Linked DNA regions of Sus scrofa: regions 1 and 2 are each linked to region 3. A link is a contact called in public Hi-C data. All regions are on one chromosome and are shown on one strand. The core of a region is the stretch at or near the end of the contact, and the rest is flanking DNA. Distances in the headings are between cores, read along the strand shown. Region 1 holds the start of RBPJL (recombining binding protein suppressor of hairless-like protein). Region 2 overlaps SDC4 (syndecan 4). Region 3 holds the start of PIGT (GPI transamidase component PIG-T).

Region 1 (2,924 bases), core at 37-2,536, 100 kb after region 3:
GTGACAATGCAGGGTCCTCAATGGCTAGGCCACCAGGTTTAAACTCAAAGCCCTCACATGATCTGGCCCCTGCTTACCTCTCCAATTTTATTTCCTAAAGGTCCCCCCTCTGTCTCTAATTCCAGCAACTTTGACTTCTTTTATAGCTTGTACAGGCCAAGTGTGAAGTGTGAAGATCATCGCATTTCCTGTCCCTTCTAAGTGGAATACATTTCCCCTAGATTGTCTTTCTTTTTTTTAAGCTTATATTTATATTTACCTCGGCACATGGAGGTTCCCAGGCTAGGGGTCGAATCAGAGCTGTAGCCGCAGGCCTACGCCAGAGCCACAGCAACGTGGCATCTGAGCCACATCTGCAGCCTACACCACAGTTCAGGGCAATGCCGGATCCTTAACCCACTGAGCAATGCCAGGGATGGAACCCGCAAACCTCATGGTTCCTAGTCGGATTCGTTAACCACTGTGCCACGATGGAAACTCCCATTTCCCCTAGATTTTCTCATGTCTGGCTCCATTTTCCCCTTCAAGTCTCAATTCAGAAGTCACCTCTTTAAAAGGCTTACCACCTTGTCCTTGCCAGCTAAAGTACCCCTGCTCCTCAGTTTCTATCGCATCCCTCTGTTCTGCTTCCCTTTTAGCTTTCATCGCAATCTGGAAGCGTCTCGTTCACTGATTTGTGAAGACTTTATTTGCCTGTCTCTTTCACACTAGAGTGAAGATGTCACGAGGGCAGGGACTGTATCTGTCTCATTCAGCTGTATGCCTGATGCTCAGCAGTGCCAGAGAGCCTGGCACATGAGGGGCACTCAGTAGATAGCTGTGGAAAGAAAGAATGAGTGAATGGGTGAATGAGTGAATGAATTGGAAATTCACAGGGAGGTTCTGCTACGAACCGACATCAGAGCCAATGGCGGCTGAAGGAAAAGACCCCTGATTGGCCAACGGCTGAGCCCTGAGTCCTCTCCAGGTTCTAAGACGCCAAACACGGAGGGGCCCATAGGGATGAAGGTCGGGTCGCAGGGACTTTGGAGGGGCCACTGAGGGACCTACCGCTTCTCATTTCCGTAGGACTTCTGGGCCACCTTGGCGTGCAGGATCCGCACCGTCTGTTCGCACTGCTGCTGCAGGCACCAGCGCACGCCTTCCCGCAGGAGGGCGGCGGGCTCTGGGGATGACCTGGGAGTGGGGGCGGGCAGGCGCCAGCAGCAGGGAACATCGAGGCGCCAGGCGACAGAGAGCCGGAAGGGGGTAAGGTTGAATGAAATGGATCGGAGGAAGGCACCGTTTTAGTTCTACCCCCTCGGGGTCAAAGAGAATAAGCATTGGGCAAGGGAGGGGACTTGGGCGCAAGCTGTGGGCTAAATATTTGGGTTGCGTGGTGCTCAGGGAAGCCTGCATGGAGCCCACCGGGACCACCCAGGCGCCACTCCGCAGGTCTGGCTTGGCGCCCACTGCCGCCTGGAGCTTTGGGGAGAGGCCCCGGTGGCACAAAGGCCCTGCTTGTGCCGGGCTTGGGATGAAGAAAGAGTTTCTGAGGGCGCATGGCTTGCCTGCACCCTGAGGAGACCCACCCCAGCGCAGTCTTGATGGGGGTGGGGAAGAGCTTTTGCTGGACCCCTGGACCAGAGTGCTTTCTTGGCTGCCCGCAGATGCCTGAAAACGTGGGTGGGCCCCCAACCGTGTCCCCGGGATCCTGGGGGAATATTGGAGTCTTTTCTGGGTTAAAGCAACACTCCTAAATCCTTTCTCCCAAGAGGGGGCCTATTGCTGTCCTAGCTTCCTTTCCCCAGATTACAGGGCCTCCATCGGCCCCGTGGAGTGGGCCATGGGCCAGTCAGAGCCTCTAGGTCTAGTGGCTTCTCGACCTGGGAGTTTTGATGGGTGAGGGTGGGTGGGCCTAAGACCTAAGTAATTGCCGAGAACGTGGAACAGCGTTCGTGATGGCAGAATTTGAGGGACCACCAGGAAGGGCCTGGGCAGAGCCACAAACCCTGAAGCTGCCCTTCTGAACTCTTTACCCTCTTCGCAGGACCAGAGTCCCCGACCTCCCCCCACCCCTGGTGGGGGCGAAGGGGGTGGGGGAGGCTAGAGCGGGACCGCGCCCTCGGAAGCGGGGCCAGGCAGCCGGCTGAGCCAGGCCCCGCTCCGCCCCTTGGGGCTCTCCCCAGGGTAATGCCTCGGAGGCTTCCAACGCATTCCGGCAGCGCAGAGCGCAGCCGCCCAGCCTCCCGCTGTAGCCCAATTCCCGCCCCGCAGTTCGCTTCTGCGGCTCCAGGGGTAGCGGGAGCGGGGGGCGCCGCGCTGGCCCCGCCCCAGCCCCCGGAGGAAGGGGGATCGCTCCCTGCCAGTGGGAGGGGTCGCGGGCCGCGCTCCTTCTCCCCACCCGCCAGCCCCCGGGTTAAATGCGGCCGCCGCCTCCGCTCGCTCCAGCTGCCTGGCGGTCCCCACCTCCGGCAAGCCGCCCGCGCCGTTACCTGGTCCAACTGCCCCGGAGGCTCCGCCCGTCGGCTCCGCTCTGCGGCCGCGCCTCGGAGCTGTCCGGCAGGCTCAGGTGAGTCAAAGGGCCTGGGGGCCCTGAAGGGTCTGCGGGGAGCAGGCATCAAGCCAGACCTGGCGATGGTTTGTGACCGCGTGCCCCCGTCTGACCTGCAGTGCCCTTCGCCAGCTCTGTAGGGTCCTTTTCAAATTGAGCCCCGCGCCTGCAGGGCCTCCAAAATGGGGAGGGGGGCTTTTCCCCTAATCTTCTCCCTCCAAGGACCCCTGCCAGCACCCCCTCCCGCTCCCAGCCCCAGTAAAGTCCTCGAGGTATTTATTCTTCAGCCAAGTCTTGAGGACCTTCACAGACCTCTCCTCTCTCGACAGTCCACTTTCCCCACCCTAAGTGCATTTCCTGAATCTTTCTTCTTGACTCCAGGATTAACCCC
Region 2 (2,961 bases), core at 362-2,861, 76 kb after region 3:
GTCTGGGAGACCCAGGCCCCCACTCCCTTATTGAGCGGATGGTTTCTGGCAGTGGGGGCGGGGGGGGGGGCGGTGTGTAGAGCAAAGGTGCAAGAGACCTGAGGGCCCAGAGAGGAGGCCTTGTGTCTGCACACATGTGTGAATTCACGCTTTGGGGGCAGGGATGGAGTGAGCTGGGAGCAGGGTTGGGGTCCCCCTCTGGTCAGGGCTGGGCCTGGCTGCTGGGTAGCTTGGTTCCTCAAAGCCACCCCAGACTGAATGGGCCTTATCTGAAAAGAGGGTGGGGAAAGGAGGGCTGTTGCTACCCCCCCCCCCGCCCCCACACACACAGATTCACACAAAGAGACACTTGCCCGCAATCCCAGGGAGCATGGTTCTGTCTTGCTGGCCTAGACTTAGGGCTCCTGCCTACTTGAGAATTTCCCCCAGTCAGGGTCCTGGGCAGACAAGAGGCCAAAGAGGCCACTTCTGGAGCTGGAGAAGGAGAGATAACATTTCCTGTGTCCCCGTCATGTCCTCGTAGAGCTTCTCTCAAGTGTCTTGACTGGCTGTGGGTGGGTACCTGGGCTCCTCTCATGTGGCCTTTAGGGACCCCTGTCCTTTGAGAGCTAGGCTAGGTATCAGACCAGATCGAATTCTGGTCAGTCCCGGCCAGGTGGCTGACCCCTGGTGTGGCCTTAGAGAAGTCGCTTATCTTCTCCAGAGACCTGGTAGAAAAATGAAGGGTTCGGGACAACCCAGTGACCACTAAGAGGCCTGAACTGGGAATCAGTCTGGGTTTTAGCCTCAGCTTGGGGGCTGATGGGGCTGTAAGATCTCTTCCCACCGCCTCTGTTAGGCTTCATTTCCTAGCGTGAGACAGGTAACAGCTACCAACCAGTGGGCGGGCTAATCCCAAGGGTTGTTTTGAAACACTCCTTAGCACTTTCACCCACTAGAAGAAAGTCCAGAGTGGTAAACAGGCCATGACTCCTGGGGAGGAAGACGTAGGGAAGGGTCTCAGCTTGAAACGGCCCAGGGATGGGACCCCGGCCCCCTGTCTTGAGGACTTTGAGCCCTGATTGCCACGGCCAGTCTGGGCTCCAGGCCAGATAAACAAGTGGCCAAAGTACCTTCTTGACCACCTGGGCTGGCTTTGACCTCCACTTAACAGGGCTCCCCCCCAGCCCAGGTAGGTAGACACTGTGTGTACATGTGTGTTCATGTGTGTGTCTGTACCAGGCTAATGGCTCAGGTGACCCCTGCCTGGGTTCTGGTCCAGGGTGGCCACTTTCTGCCTGGATGATCTTAGGCAAGAGACTGGTTTTCTAAGCATACCACCCTACCACCCCACTCATCCATTCCCAACCCCTCCCCCCCTTCTCCTCACCCCTTTATCGCCGCACCCCCCCAACCCCGTTAACACTTCTGCAAATAAGTGCTCCGAGGAGGACCTACTCACACTAAGTGCTTAGTTTGGTAAGCTGCCGAGGCCCTGCTGTTTCCGATTCTGGGCCCCAGGGGAATTTGGATTCTGGGCCCCAGGGGAATTTGCAGCCGGAGGTGGGGGTAGGAGCCCAGGGACCCCGCCCTGGGTACGGGCAGCTTGCGCAACCCCCGGAGGAGCTTTCCTCCGGAGCTGCCAAACTAAAGCCACAGGCACGGGGCTGTGCGGGGGCTGGAATTCCAGCGCCAGCAGCTCCCCAGCTCCTGATTCCCGAGTCGTGAAGTCATCCCTAACCAGGGCTTAACCCCTTCTGGCTCCCCCCCCTCCACCCCTGTGTACCAGGCATTCTTGGTGCGGGCCTACTGCCTTCCTTCCCGGAATCCAGCTGCCTGGGGCAGGGCGGAAGGGCCCCCCCTCACCCCCCTCAGAGTCGGGTTCTGCCCACCGCTCCCCGGAAGCCCCCGTGGAGAGAGGCCAGGAGGGCCTGGGCCTCTCCCACAGCTGGTAACCTTGTCTTAGAAACGGATGTTCCTTCTCAGGCTCCCCCCACCACACACACACCCTCCACCCCGTGTCACTGGCAGTCTCTGCTGGGTGAAGGACAGCTTGGGGACAGTCAGACACGGAGCCCCGGCCTCTTTCCACTCAGCTCTGTAGGTCACTGTGTGACCTCGGGCAAGTCACTGCTGCATCTGGGGTGCCGATTGCTTCTGATTCTGTGAAATGAGAGGACAGGGCTTCCCCGGCAGCTCCAGCTGTTGTTCTTTGGTTATTAGCCGACCTCCCCCACCCCCTGCAATTAAGGAGTTGGAGAGAGAACATCTTGGGCAGGGGTGTGTGTTGAACTTGCTTGACTTCTGGGAGAGAGTAGGCACTCACATGTTTGTATTCATTAGTGAAAGAATGAACTCTGCCCAGGGCTACTGTCTTGTGGGCAGGTGAAGCCTTAGCTCAGAAGCTAAGAGGGGAGTTCCCATTGTAGCTCAGCAGATTAAGAACCTGACTAGTATCCATGAGGATGTGGGTTCGATCCCTGGCCTTGCTCAATGGGTTAAAGATCCGGCGTCACTGTGAGCTGTGGTGCAGGCCAGCGGCTGCAGCTCCGATTCAACCCCTAGCCTGGGAACTTCCATATGCCTCGGGTGTGGCCCTAAAGAGACACATACACACAAACACACACACAAAAGAAGAAGCCAAGAGGAAGGGTCATGGGCAGCCCGAATATTTCCACTCTCTTGAGAGAGGTTAGTTTGGCACACCCATCTGAACTCTAAGGGATGGGGGCTGATGTTTGGAGGATCTGGGGAAAGTTCTTTGCCTCCCCGGATCTTTCATACTTTCCTTTTGAAAGCTTCTCAGTGGCCTGGACCTAAGATCCTGCTGTGAACAGGATCTGGGGACAGCAGCTGGGGCCCCAGTTGGTGGCAGCGGAGGAACATATAAGGGTGCTGGGGTGGATGGTCCATGAGGGCTGGGGCGGCGTGCGATGCTGCCGCACAATGGCTCTGTGGGGGATGTTTGGAAGACTGAACACA
Region 3 (2,700 bases), core at 15-2,514:
AGCCTGAGAACTTCCATATGCCATGATGCGGCCCTAAAAAAAGGATCAAAAAAAGAGGGGGGGGGTACCGAATCTGCCAGAGCTTTCTATTGCCTCTATAGATATATGCACATGCTACCTTGGGTCTGGAAGTACTGGGGAAAAAGGTATATTCAGCCTAGGCAAGAATGCCCCCAAGTCAGAATATTTCTTGCATCCAACGCCAGATTTACCCCCATGGAATTGCTGCCAAGGGCAGTGGTAGGATGACAACACCTGCCCAGCCACATTCCCACCAAGGCCTGCCGCAGGCCTCAAGGTGAGCACTCACTCAGTGACAGTGTCTTGGAACCAGACCCAGAGCTCTGCACCTGACGGGGCCTGAATGAAGGGTGTCCCCCAATATCGAGTCCTCCAGAAGCCTTGGGTTAATGACAGGTGCAGCTCCCGCAGAGAATACTTGGAGATCAACTGCCCCAGGGCTTTGGGGAAGAGCCTATAATGAGACACTGGAGAAAAGGGAGCAGGTGAGTGATGATGATCCTGGAGGGAGGGTTCTCAGACACTCCAGAGAAACAATACACCCCAGCTCTGGGTTCAGAGGAATCTAAACTCCAGACCAGATTCAGTCACCTACTAGCAATGTCATCTTGGAAAGGTGCCTTTACCTCTCTATGCCTCCAATCTCTTTTTCATAACCGTTCACAGAACTTAGCACTGCGCCGAGCACCCAGGATAAATGGTCACCTCAAATTGTACCATCATCAGTGTTGCAACAGAGGGTTCTAACTAAAGGTTTAGAGTGGCAGCCTGGAGCTGCGGAAAGAGCACTGGACTAGAACTCAGGAGGAGTCACTCCCCCTCTCCAGGCCTCAATTTCTTCATCGGTACGATGGGATTGTTCAACAACTATTCTATCCTTCCGCGAGGACCCTGTTTGTCCGGCCCCACGACCAGGGGCCAGAATCTCATCCAGGAATCAGTCCCCGCCCCTAGGCTAGCCTCCGCCCCACTCCCAGCAGGTGTCACAGTACCTTTCTCCCATCAGCCTCCTCACCTTCTTCCCGCTGCAGATCCAAATCCCAGCGCGTGCGGAACTGGAATGTGGCGGCTACGTCCCCAGAAGGCAGCGGGGTGATGACAAGCTCCTCCCGCAGGCTATCGCGTGGGGATTCTGCCTGGCTCCAGCTGCCAGGCCCCAGGAGCAGCAGCACCGACAGAAAAAGCGGCACCGCCGCCGCCATGCCTGCGGCTGCTTCCGCCTCCCAGTAGTCCCGCCCCCTTGGATGGCCGGCCTCCAATAGGAAGAGCGTAGGAGAAGTGACTTCCGGTGCCATCCTGAAAGCGGGGGTCCGGCTACCAGAGCAAACGGCCTAGATGAGCCCCTTCAGGACTGGTGCGGGTAAAAGGATGCTGAGCCGGCACGATGGGTGGTGGGCACGTGAGGTGGCTCGGGCCTGGACTGAGGACCCCCTTCCCCGCGAGAAAGTGCTTAATAATATCGAGCGTCGCTGCAGCCATTGTCCCTCCGCTATAGTTGAAGAAACAGACTGGGTTCGATCCCTGGCCTCGCTCAGTGGGTTAAGGAACTGACCTTGCCGTGAGTTGTGGTGTAGGTCGCAGACGCGGCTCGCATCCCGCCTTGCTGTGGCTGTAGGCCAGTGGCTACAGCTCCCATTGTACCCCTAGCCTGGGAACCTCCATATGCCGTTGGTGCGGCCCTAAAAAGACAAAAAAAAAAAGAAAGAAAGAAAGAAAAGAATAAAGAAACTGATGAAAATGATTACTTTTGCGAGGTCGTACGGCCAGGCTCCTGCCTCCCTTAATTTCTTGTCTCTATTTGCTGGGCCTAGCCAGCTCTTCTGGTGCAGAACTTTTGCACAAAACTCTGAAATAATTCACCCTTTTATTATGAAAAATTTCAAACATACAACAAAGTTGAAAGGCTTAACACCTGTTTACTCATCACCCAGATTCCACAATTAACATGTTACTATGCTTGCTTTATCACAGTCTATAACTTCCTCAATTCATCTTAAGTTTTGATGCATTTCAAAGAAATTTCAGACATAAGGACACTTGCCCTTATATAGTTCAGCATCCATACCATTAACTAGAGTTCAATACTTGCTTACATTTTTCTTTTGATGTAAAACTTACAAACATGAATGCACAACTCTGGAGTGCACATTCACTGAGTCCAACAAATAGATATACATGTGTAACTGCTGTTATGTGTCTGTAAACCCCCTGAAATTTGGCTAATGTTCCTTGCCAGTCAATCCCTGGGCACGCCACCTTCCAGAGGCAACCACTGTTCTGACTCTTCTCCACAAAATGGATTAATCTGTTCTAGAGCTTCATATAAATGAAATCATCATTTGTTATGTATACTTTTTTGTAAAAGGCTTGCTTCAGGGGAAGAATGTTTTGGTGAGTCGTTCATCTTCTTGCATGTATGAGTGGTTTGTTTCTTTTCATTGCTGTGTAGTATTACTTTCTGAATATACTGTCATTTACCTGCTCTCCTGTCTGGGTACACCTGAGCCCTTTCAAGTTTTCTGTTCTTATGAGGTAGGCTGCTATGTAAGTTACTTTGCAGACATATGCTTATCATTTCCTTTGGGTACATAGTTAGGAGTGGACAAAGAGAGGATATATGTTTAATTTTATAAGAAACTTCTAGATCTTTCTCCAAAATGCATCATTTCGTAGTTGTAC

Evidence for each region. Hi-C and Micro-C count contacts between places; a contact is called where the count stands out from the background.
Region 1: a Hi-C map of epiblast stem cells shows a contact between it and region 3, with 1.8 times the contacts expected there. The contact joins the promoter of RBPJL here to the promoter of PIGT in region 3. A contact is called at or near these places in 4 of 5 promoter capture datasets (fetal liver, fetal skeletal muscle, liver and 1 more), 6 of 47 Hi-C or Micro-C datasets (alveolar macrophages, embryonic fibroblasts, epiblast stem cells and 2 more) and 2 of 2 datasets of contacts at active chromatin or transcription factors (alveolar macrophages and skeletal muscle).
Region 2: a contact with region 3 is called in a Hi-C map of embryonic fibroblasts, with 3 times the contacts expected there. The contact joins the enhancer-like site here to the promoter of PIGT in region 3. A contact is called at or near these places in 4 of 5 promoter capture datasets (fetal liver, fetal skeletal muscle, liver and 1 more), 7 of 47 Hi-C or Micro-C datasets (alveolar macrophages, embryonic fibroblasts, epiblast stem cells and 2 more) and 2 of 2 datasets of contacts at active chromatin or transcription factors (alveolar macrophages and skeletal muscle).

Annotation. Positions count from the first base shown.
Region 1 is chr17:47,629,794-47,632,717 of Sscrofa11.1, reverse strand. RBPJL (recombining binding protein suppressor of hairless-like protein) reads right to left here and starts at 1,286. Exons shown (of 10, transcript XM_021077696.1): 1 at 1,051-1,286. The coding sequence starts at 1,286. It overlaps MATN4 (matrilin-4), which reads left to right and starts at 1,523. Exons shown (of 11, transcript XM_021077596.1): 1 at 1,523-2,551. The coding sequence starts at 2,173.
Region 2 is chr17:47,658,216-47,661,176 of Sscrofa11.1, reverse strand. All of the region lies in intron 1 of SDC4 (syndecan 4), which reads left to right. Among named protein-coding and RNA genes, the nearest start is that of SDC4, 11 kb to the left of the region's middle. Within about 2 kb of position 1,611, at least 58 of the 83 cell types and tissues checked have an H3K27ac peak or open chromatin away from gene starts, as enhancers often do. A contact at or near this core is called in alveolar macrophages, embryonic fibroblasts, epiblast stem cells and 4 more, where this site is marked.
Region 3 is chr17:47,733,903-47,736,602 of Sscrofa11.1, reverse strand. It overlaps PIGT (GPI transamidase component PIG-T), which reads right to left and starts at 1,264. Exons shown (of 12, transcript XM_003360013.5): 1 at 1,037-1,264; 2 at 311-488. The coding sequence starts at 1,223.